Linked DNA regions of Anas platyrhynchos: region 1 is linked to region 2. A link is a contact called in public Hi-C data. All regions are on one chromosome and are shown on one strand. The core of a region is the stretch at or near the end of the contact, and the rest is flanking DNA. Distances in the headings are between cores, read along the strand shown. Region 1 holds the start of ITGA8 (integrin subunit alpha 8). Region 2 has its middle 38 kb from the start of FAM171A1.

Evidence for each region. Hi-C and Micro-C count contacts between places; a contact is called where the count stands out from the background.
Region 1: a contact with region 2 is called in a Hi-C map of subcutaneous adipose tissue, with 4 times the contacts expected there. The contact joins the promoter of ITGA8 here to the enhancer-like site in region 2. A contact is called at or near these places in 4 of 8 Hi-C or Micro-C datasets (liver, skeletal muscle and subcutaneous adipose tissue).

The regions. Positions count from the first base shown.
Region 1 is chr2:137,807,838-137,813,155 of IASCAAS_PekinDuck_T2T, reverse strand. It overlaps ITGA8 (integrin subunit alpha 8), which reads left to right and starts at 3,972. Exons shown (of 31, transcript XM_038174267.2): 1 at 3,972-4,025; 2 at 4,640-5,318. The coding sequence starts at 3,987. MINDY3 (MINDY lysine 48 deubiquitinase 3) reads left to right here. Exons shown (of 15, transcript XM_027450707.3): 15 at 1-78.
Region 2 is chr2:137,676,312-137,681,676 of IASCAAS_PekinDuck_T2T, reverse strand. No RefSeq gene overlaps it. Among named protein-coding and RNA genes, the nearest start is that of FAM171A1, 38 kb to the right of the region's middle. Within about 2 kb of position 3,901, at least 2 of the 8 cell types and tissues checked have an H3K27ac peak or open chromatin away from gene starts, as enhancers often do.

The DNA of each region.
Region 1 (5,318 bases), core at 2,723-5,222, 130 kb before region 2:
GAACATCTGTTACTACATTATTATATTCCTTTATTTATTATCAACTTGTTAGCCCTAAAATAAATTTTTTTCCTTGAATCCTGATGTGTTGTTTTTTTTATACATTTGGTTTTAATGTGACTTGTGTACCACTTCTGTAAAATGATGAAAAGGGACCTTGCATTTAGAAATGCCAGGTTTTGAGATGAACACATCTCAAGGGGGAGCTGGGGGGGGGTGTAATTTATTGCATCTTAACTCACTGAAGGGCCTCTCTTATTGCCAACAGGGCTGAAATTCGCATTCAGAACTATTTTACTTTTTAAAAATTTCATTCCTCTAGAGTGATCATCATGCAGGAAGACAAACAGGCATGCTCAGAAATGGAACACGTAGGTTTGAGGTGAAATCCTTTTTGCACTGTAAAGTAGGTAAAGTAATGGCAGAAAGAACATCATTTGCATGACACTTGCAGATATGTTCTCTGCAGAACTATAGAATGTATCTATTAGTTTCACATCTGGAAATGGGGGAACAGTGTAGGTCCAATTGACATGACCATTACTGAATGCTAATCTGACAGCAATGTATCTTACCTCTTTGAGATTTGTTTTTCTAAAAAAATAAAAAACTTAGTCATCTGCAAAGTATTTTTTAAAAGATTCCTTAATCGATGTGGTCTGGATGCTAAATGACTTGTGCGACAGTAGCATTGCCATTCAAAAGTATATAGACGATTAGGAGAATCTGTTCTAATATTTAACTGGGCAAGTTACTGAACTGACAAGTGTGAAGCTTTGATTTTCCTGATGGGTACTTGCTTTAGTTAGTTTGGGTAATTAAAAAAAAACGTTTTCTTAACTTTGTCTTGTTTTTTTTTAACTTCTGTCCTTCAGACAGACTTTGAAGGTAAGAGTTCACTTCTCTTGCTCCTTCTGAATTCTAGTGTCTGTCTTGCTTTACAATACAGTGTCTCACAACAGAGCTTGCACTGAATCTGTTAGATTGAACAGGCTCTTTCTAGTCCTGTGTCAGATACCAATTATTTTTCATCTCCCAGGAGAAAAAAAAAAAAAAATAGAAGCCCTGCTGCAATACTCTAAAGAAATTTAGCTGATGCCTCATGTAAAGGAACCCTTTTTCTTACACCTTTCTTTTTTTTCCTTCAAACTGCCTGGTTGTTTGAGACCTAACTTGGATGTATACCGAAGTTTGCAGTTAGATATTCTCAATAAATAAATAAATAATGGAAAGATTGTTTCCGGTGCCTCATATTCTCATATTAGCCTGGGGAGTTCTATATGAAGGCTTAAGGCTAACATAAATATATATATATATATATATATATAGAGAGAGAGAGAGAGAGAGAGCTTCATTAAAGCCTAAACTGTGCAGCCAGTATGAATCCAAATGTGGCTATGCTTGTTATATTCCCCATGAAGACCCATTTAAAATAGTCCATCACTTAAGTATTCACAGGGCACTTTGGGTTTTGAATACTTGTGCTTGGTTTTATCTCTCAGACAGTGCTAATTTCTATCTGATCCGTGTGCTTTTTTTTTTTTATTCTTTCTTCTCTTCCTTGTGAGGCTGAATTTAGGGCAAAGAAGCCCAAGCTGGGCCTAGATAGTGTATATAGGTGATGTGGGAAGAAGATGTATTAGGGTAGTGAAATGGCAATATCTGCACAACACTTGGTGAGCAGGAGCAAGAACATCCACTAGTGTAACATATGCCATGCTGCATTTGCTTTCCAGCTAGATGAGTGTCTACAGAAAGCTTCTGGCCAGTTAGCATGGGTACTCATTTCCACACTGAACTGCTTTGCATATAGGATCAAGCATGCTCTGGACACTGTAGTTGTGGGTTTGCTGTATTATGCTGCAAGTCTGCTGACCACAATAGCCTCTCAGACTTGGGTATGGGCTAAAATTCATCCTTTCCAGTTAGGAAAGACAAGCAGGTGCTCAGATTCAGTAGCTGGCAGTAGCAAGCTGTTAAGAAATTTATACCTTGTGTAGGGCGTGGTCATATTCTCATTTCATCCTCATGCTTTGCAACAGCATAATCAGTACAAAATACTGTCTGCAATGGCTCCAAGTGCGGTTTAGGAGAAGGCTTCCTGCTACAGAAAGTTACTGGGAAACAGCTCAGGGAATGGGTAAGCTTTCCTGTGGGAATTGGACACTCGAGGCTTCTGTACTGGCAGGTTTTGGAAAGATCCAACAGTAAAATTGGCGTTAGTTTTGACAAGCTTTATGTTAAAATCCCATATGATTCTTTGGAACATTTATCCTCCTTCTGCTATTAGACAGATTACTAAATAGTGGCATAAAATAAGATTAAAGGTTTAATAATAGAGTCTTGTATGGAATTCTAAGTTTTGCTTAGGCAAAACTTTCTGTAGAAGCTTTCACTGATTTATTTTTAAGGTTGGAAAGACCATAATGACCCATTAACCATACCAACTGCATATAATGTAAGCTGCAGAAATCCACACTGTGAATCTCATACTTTATAAATTACTTGGTTCCACATCTGACCTTCCAGTTATTCTGTAGAGTAAATAGGTTTATAATGACTTTTGGACTCTTATGCTCTTATATAAAAGCTCTCTATCTTGGCTCCAGATCAGTTTCTAGATCCTATTAAGACTTTATAGTTCAACAAAATAGACATTAGCATAAGGCAGCACTTACGATAGCTGGATTCCTATTCATAGAATGGAATCATAGAACCATAGAATGGCTTGGGTTGGATGGGACCATAAAGATCAACCAGTTCCAATCTCCCTGACATAGGCAGGGATGAATGTAGTACTATCACGATATACAACTTTCATTTATTTCCCTTCACTTGCTTTAAAAATGTGTGACTGTTAAGAGCAGGCGTTATCCCCACAAGTCATTGAGGTACTGCTGAATTTCTTATAGGTGCTTAGAACTCCAGGTGATGGTAGTTCCATGTAAAATGGCCAAATACTGTCAATGGTTATGTTTCACTCTAATAAGAGTAATAAAGTCAGTAGAGTTGTAAAGCTAACAGAATTAAGGAATATTACAAGCCTGTGGGGACAGCTGAGGGTCACATAGCTAATGCTGGAAATAAACACGCAGTTCTATTTTCGTGAGCAGGAATGTCAGTCTTATCAGACTAATCTTGCCATAAAACACTTAAATTAAAACAAACACAAAAGAAAAGAAACCAGAACCTCAGAACAAAACAAACTACCCTCAGCTGCTTTCATAGGTATGCACTACTGGAACATGTTTATAAATGGGTTTCATGACAAATGTTCTCAATTTTTCTGATCTTTCCCTGATATTTTTGGACACATCTTACATTATAAATGCTGAAAAACAACAGTTTTTTGTCCTAATAGAGATGATTAAATCATTTTTTTCCTTTCCTTTCTTTGGGTTGGTCAGAAAATACTAGACTGTCCCCTTAAGATGTGGGTGCAATGTCCCATTTAGCCTTGCTGGGGAAGGGAGCATTTACAGGCAGATGCATTTTTTGCATACTCTTAACAAGAACAGCTAGAACACTATTGTCGGGCTCATTGGGGCAAAACAATTCAAGAAAAATGTTATACAGCTTCATTGTTTTTAGTTAAAGAGGAACTTATATGAGGAACTTTCTAAAAGTTGGTGAACCTTGCAGTACAGTGGGGTTGGCCATTTCTATGGGAATAAAGGCACTACACCTGCACAGAGCTGTGGTGAAGGCCCACAGCAATGCTGTCCTCTGCGAATGTAAGGACCTCTCTTCAGCACGACAAAAGCTTATGTAGCCAAGCAAGCATGAACAGAAACTCACAGAGGAATTTACTTTCCTAACTGCTAACAATGGTCTCATCCAGAGTGGTGTGGTCAACAGCTCAATGTCCAGGTGGAGATCAGTGACAAGTAGTGTCCCTCGAGGGTGGGTACTGGGAGCAGTACTGTTTGGTATCCTTACTAATGACATGGTCAGTGAGACTGAGTGCGCCCTCTGCAAGTCTGTGGATGACACCAAGCTGTGTGCTCCAGTTGGCACGACAGAAGGTAGGGATGCCATCCAGATGATCAGGAGCTGGAGCACTTCTCCTATGAAGACAGGCTGAAGGAGCTGGGGTTGTTCAGCCTGGAGAAGAGAAGGCTCTGGGAGACCTTACAGTGGCCTGCCAGTACCTAAAGGGGGCCTACAGGGAAGCTGGGGAGGGATGCTGTGTCAGGGATTGTGGTGACAGGACAAGGAGTAGTGGCTTTCAACTAAAAGAGGGGAGATTTAGGTTAGATAGAAGGAGGAAATTCTTCACTCAGAGGGTGGTGAGGCCCTGGCACAGGCTGCCCAGAGAAGCTGTGGATGCCCCATCCCTGGGGGTGTTCAAGGCCAGGCTGGATGGGGCTTTGGGCAACCTGGTGTGGTGGGAGGTGTCCCTGCCCATGGCAGGGGGTTGGAACTGGGTGATCTTTAATTTCCCTTCCAACCCAAACCACTCCATGGTTCAATGACTCTAAAGTGTTCGGAACTGGGGGGGTCAGTTAGCTTTACATCATTCCTATGGTGAGAAGTTTGGGTTTGTTTGCATGTTTTTGTTTGCTTTGTCTTTAATGCCCATGTCCCATAACAACCTAATGAAGGTCTTTTTTTTTCCACGTGTTCTGTTTCCTAAAAGGCATTGCTCAGCTGTCAGACCCTTCAGTTCAAACTCTTGAACGTGCTGCAAGAAGCGGGAAATGCCCACACCAGCCCCAGCTCTGCCTCCCCTTGCGAACAGGGCTGGCCACACGGAGACCACTTTGAGGGGCAGAGCGAAGGGGATGTCCCAGCTGACAGCTCCTTCCCCCAGCCCCACGGGTGGCTTGTGTGCGCCAAACCCTCCTCGGCACAGCCACCTCCGGAGCCCCTCTCCCAGCGGCGGCGTCCCCTCAGCGGAGCCCTGAGGCGGCGCGGGGCTGAGGCGCCTCCGAGGCTTCCCCGCCACAGCCTCCCTCCCTCCCCCGGGGCCGCCTCTGCCGGGCCGCGGGGCCGCCAGGGGGAGCCGGAGGGCGGCTCGCTGCCCGCCGGCCGCGGCGGCGGAGGTGGAGGTGGCGGTGGGGGTGAGCGGGGCCGAGCCTCCCCCGCCGGCCCCCCGCGGCACCGCGCAGCTGCGCTGGGCTGCGGGGCGCTGCGGCCGGGCTGGCTCAGCGGGGCGAGGATGCTGCGCCGCCGGCAGCCGCCGTGCCCGCTGCCCTTCGTCCTATTCCTCCTCCTCCTCCTCGTGCTGTCAGCGCCGGCGGTGGCTTTCAACCTGGACGAGGAGAAGCTGACGGTGTACAGCGGGCCCCCCGGCAGCTACTTCGGCTACGCGGTGG
Region 2 (5,365 bases), core at 2,652-5,151:
GGTCTGATGAGTCCGGCTTGGTATTCTGAAAGTTCAGCTTTGGGAAATACTGAATTTTGACTTTTCGTTCCAACCAGAGATGAAAGAAAATTTCACGTCTGCATGTCTACTTCTTTCCCCCCCCCCAGAACAGAACTCCAGCATTTCAGCCAGCTCAGAGCAGATTCCCATTTACAGTGCTGATTTCCTGTCTGCTCTACAACCTTCTCTAGGATTTTGAGGCTAAAACTTTCCGCTCCTATCTTCAGTAGATCAACTGATTAAAACAGTATCTGATTCTTAGCAACCAAAGGCTATAGTTAAAAAAAAAAAAAAAAAAAAAAAAAAAGAAAAAATAAATTTCCTCCTGCCTTTTATTGTTGTTTCCTCAAGGGAGTGTAAAAAAAAAAAAAAAGCTAATGTTATCTACATACATGTTTCTGTTTTAAGAGGCCATATGCACATAGCTCCCCCCTTCTTGGAGTTGTAACCCCTTCCCCGTAGCTCTCTGTGATATCTCATTTATCCTTCCTCTTGTTATTTGTTGTGCATCTTCCAAAACAAACACCACTGTAGAACCACAAGATAGCTTCAGATTGCAAGGCTTAGGATCAAAAACTGTATTGGCTTTAAGCCGGAGTCACATGGGGATTTGAGTTAAATCTCTTTAAAAAGATGCTATTTTTTCCATTCCCCTGTAAATATTAGAGCAATGTTCACAACAACGCCTTTATGTTCTTCAAGAGGCAGACACTTGGTTTCATGCTTTGATAAACAGAGAATGTTCCTGCAGTAATTTTTTGTTGGAAAACTTTATTCCATAAATGCACTATGAAAGAATACTCCAGAGGATATGGGATGAAAATTGGTATTGTCAGGAGGGCAAAACTGGGCAAATTCTGTGGAGTTTCATTTGTCTTTCTCAGATGGGAGTGTAGGGAACTGGAATCGTAGCTCACATTGTTTCTGTGTGAATTAATATGTGGTTGTGCATTACACAAGACAGCATAACCCATATGCCTCATTGCCCAAGCACCCAGCAGGAAAGAAAAAAATGCTGTCATATCATCATAGCACTGTAGCTCAGTTCCTAAGTAACCTCTTCAGATCAACTTAAGGATTAGCTTCCCAGACTCTACAGGAGAACAGAAACTGCACGTGAACATTAGCATGTCAGCAGCAAGACAGTTTATTTTAGAAGATTTGCTTTGTCTAGTAAACTCTGGAAAAAAAAATAATTGTTTTAAAGATCAATCAGATATACAGGGAAATCAATACCATTTGCACAAAAGTGAACTATGTCACATAGGGAATGTGTATGTTCTGTGTGATTACATATTTTCCTACCTTCTGGGCACTAGTAGGGACTTAGGGCAGTTATACAGAGGGGTGCAGGCAGACACGTATGTGTTCATTCTGCCTTCTCCCTGAGCTGGCAGGACAGGAGCCAACTCCCATCTGGAAGCCGTACCTTCGCATTAGCATGGCACTGTGCCCAGCCTAACAAACACCGCCTCTCAGCACTTGGTCCTTGTTATAGGCCCAAGTATATGCTGTAATATTCAGCATACTTTTCATTACAGGGCTTCAGGGCTCCAGACAAATGTGGGAAATACAACTTCTTTGAGAGGATTTCATAAAAATGAGCATCTCATACTCACGGGTTAGCTTTGTGCTTTCTTCACATCCTCTTCTTTACCTGCAATTGACCTGGAGACTCACCTTGGTGATAAGACCATCACTACATATTGGGAAGCCATGACACACTGCAGTATGACTGCTGACAGCTGTCCTCTCTTTTTCCTTCTTTTGTCTCTTTTTCTTTCTCCTTTCCTGTCCTTCTCCTAAAATCCAGAGAAAACTGACAAAGAATATCAAAATCTCAAATGAAAGTCACACAAGGGGTGCAGGTGGAGAGTTTCAGTGGATACCAACATACCCATCATAAAGAACATATGAATAAAAGAAAGCTCAAGCCTTTATATAGAGATGATCTATACCTAAAGAATTGAGTTACAACAAAGACTGGGTGAGGTGCTGACATGGTTCAGGTGCCCTTTTCAGGCCAAGTAAGGTCCTTGTAAAGCAGAGATGAAGATACCCAGCCTCCACTGCCACCAAAGTGCACAGTTGGAACTCCTCAGCCACTGGAAAAAAGAGGAGGAAGAAGCAATGGTCCAAATACAGAAGATTGGAAAAACCTCTTTTAGCCTTCTTACATCAACCTTCTCAGAAGTATCAACTTCTGCTTGCTTTTTATAGAGGTCTTCATAGGTAAAGCCTGGGAGCTCTTGCAATGTTCAGCTGCAGAAAGAAGTAGCCTGCCAATAGTATCTCTTAACAAAATATTTTTTACTTTCTTTTGATGTCTCAGGTCATTATTGGGTTAGGAAAGTTAAAAAAAAAAAATGGTCTTAATATTTTTCAATAAAAAGTTATTTTCTGTGCTATTCTTTTGACTCACCTTCTCTTGATTTCCCTCCCAAGGCTTAGTCCTACTTTTTCTCCAGTCACCTGTACCTGTCTTCAGTAAAAAGACAGCAAATATAACTTTGTATTCTGATGCAAAACACAAATAGAAAAGAAATCTTTGTGTGGATGTAGGACATTTCAGATTTCTATGAAGCATCAGCACTCAGTATCCTCAGTTTTATACCATGACTGCGGTGGAAGAATGAAAAAAATCAGAACTGAACCACGGGACTTGATATTTTTAAAAGTGTTCTCTGATTTAGCATGTTCCCACTTGACAGTTCAATTCAAGGTGGAGAGATAATATGAACCTATTCAACACACTACTATTCTCAATTATACAAAGTGTACAGATCTCCCCTTTAGGTGCCATTGACTTCAGCTAAGGTTAGAACAACCTCAGGTAGGATGTGACAGTCAGTGCGTCCTCAGCACAGCTGAAAGTAATGAGCCAGCAGAAGTGTCGAAATTAGAAATATCAAACAATATGTAGCCTCATTTCTACCTGCTTATGATATTCCAAGAATATTTCAAGATATTTCAAGTCTCAGGAGAAAAAAAAAATAATAATGAAAATAATGAAATGTTTATATTATATATATATATATATTATTTTATGTTTAAAAAAGAAAGCTACACAACATCTCTGTCCAAAGGTCAGGCTGACAGCTGTAGCCAGCTGGCCATGACTGGTTCCACAGCTCACTCTCAGATGGGAGAGTTTCACACTTTCACGTGTATGGTACTGTAATTTATTCATAACCAAAAATACAACAGCAGTTAGGAAACATTGATTTTTTAAAGTTATTTATGCGTGCAGCAGTAGAGAGAGTTGTGAGACACTTTGCAGTGGTGCAACTCATACAGAGCTGATCTTCTGCAGAGCTTTTGTGGGATGAAACGATCTCAGATGATCCTCTGCACTATTATAGTACCCATAATGTCAGAATTTCCTAATTCTGGACCAAGAATAGTTTGGCCGGGAATGCAATGTGGTACCACAAGCAGTCCCAACCTGCATTTTACATTGAGGTTGCTTTAATCATCGGTGGAGACTTCGGCTGGAACGGGAACAGCGCCTCAGCTATGTGCTGTAAACAGCACTTCTGAGCCACTTCACTGTCTCAAGGATGTTTTGGGTTGTGCTGTAGAATCACATTCAAGCAGCAGAGTTGAGAAGGGCTGTCATATGGCTCAAGTGCTTGTTTCCACTGTGAACAGGACAGGCATGAGATACGCTGAAGTTAAAGGAAAAAACATGTTTTGAGTGAGCAGTATCTACGGGGTGCTTATCTTACATATCTATATTTAAAAAACAAAACAGGTTTTTCTGTTTCTGTTGAGAATAGGTAAAAAAAAAAAAAATGCAAAATGCTTGGAGTAAGACATCAAAACGCAGAGAAACGATTAATGCTGAAATGACTTTGAAAGGGGTTGTGTGAAAGCAATGGATTTGCTCGGGACTCTTTGAGCGGGGACATACGACGCATGGCTGCCACCGGGCCCGGAGCTGCCCCTGGCACCCTGGGCACTGCCCTCGCCCACACTTTGCCCTCAGCCCCCGGCGGTGCCCACCCGGGGGTGCCCCGGCACAGCAGCCCCGGAGCCGCTGGCCCCTCGGGGCGGGCCGGGCTCGGCCGGGCCCGGCGGCGCCGTAGGCGGTGTCGCAGCGACGCCCCGCGGCCTCGCCCGGTGGCGGTGGCCGGGCCCGGCCCTGAGGCGCTGAGCATGGGGGAGGCCCGAGCTAGAGCTGGAGGCACCTCGCCTCCCCTCCTCTGGTTTAAATTACCACAGTCATTTAAATAATGTACATAACAGTAATAAGGACACGCACACACACACACCCCAAACCCAAAATGCCCCAATGGTGGGCATTTGGTTGGTCCAGAGAAGGGGTGTCAGACATTCTCACGTTTGCTGTGAAACAGCGTTTGGATCCGTCATAATAAGTATACTGGTTTCTGAGAGGCAGAAAACATGATGTTTTGGGGAGAAATGTCCATCCTGCAGTGGTGTCACTGGTGTGCACATCCTGCAAACACGCTCATCGGGTCAGCCATGCCCACCCCAGTCTTTGTTTTACCACAGACACAGGCATGGCTTATGTCATGGGTATAAAATGGGGCGAGATGCAGAAAATCAAGTAGCAAGAAAGTTGGGGGGCAACTCCCTTTAAAATCTGCTGTCTTTATTACATTTTAATCTCTTTTAAATGAAGTTTCTTTTAATCTGCAAAGCAGGCCATTTAGCAGATGGCAGCAGTTCTGCTATTATTACACACATCCAGCATAAGAGCATCTCTAAGAAGAATCACACAGAAAAGAAAAGAAAAGAAAAGAAAAGAAAAGAAAAAAAAAAAAAAAAAAAAAAGGTTATATCTCACCCAACACCTACTGAAAATGTAAAAGGCTGAATTCCCATGAATGTCAATAATTTAAGGAGAATACCATTACTGATGTGATTTACTTAGCGTCTGCTGTTTAGCTATGGACTGCATCAATTGGTTCATTTCATACTGGAAATACTCTATTACTGAACAAAACCATTGCTGAAAGTATAACGATAGATGCATATTTATTGCATTTATTTAATTCAAAGATGTTGTCTTTTGGTATTTATCCCTACCTGAGAATAATGAGTTGTAGTTCTAACAGTGGATTTTGTGTGTGTGTGCTGGTTATCACGAAGATGGATGCCACAATAAGCTGCAATGATCTTGCTGGATGGTCCTAATTTTTAAATTAGTTCCTATAGTGCCTACTGTATTTGTGCTTGTGATTGCCCCAGCCCAGGTGCAGGACCCTGCACTTGGCCTTGTTGAACCTCAGGAGGTTTGCACAGTCCCGCCTCTCAGGCCTGCCCTGGTCCCTCTGGATGCCATCCCTTCCCTCCTGCGTGTCGACCATACCACACA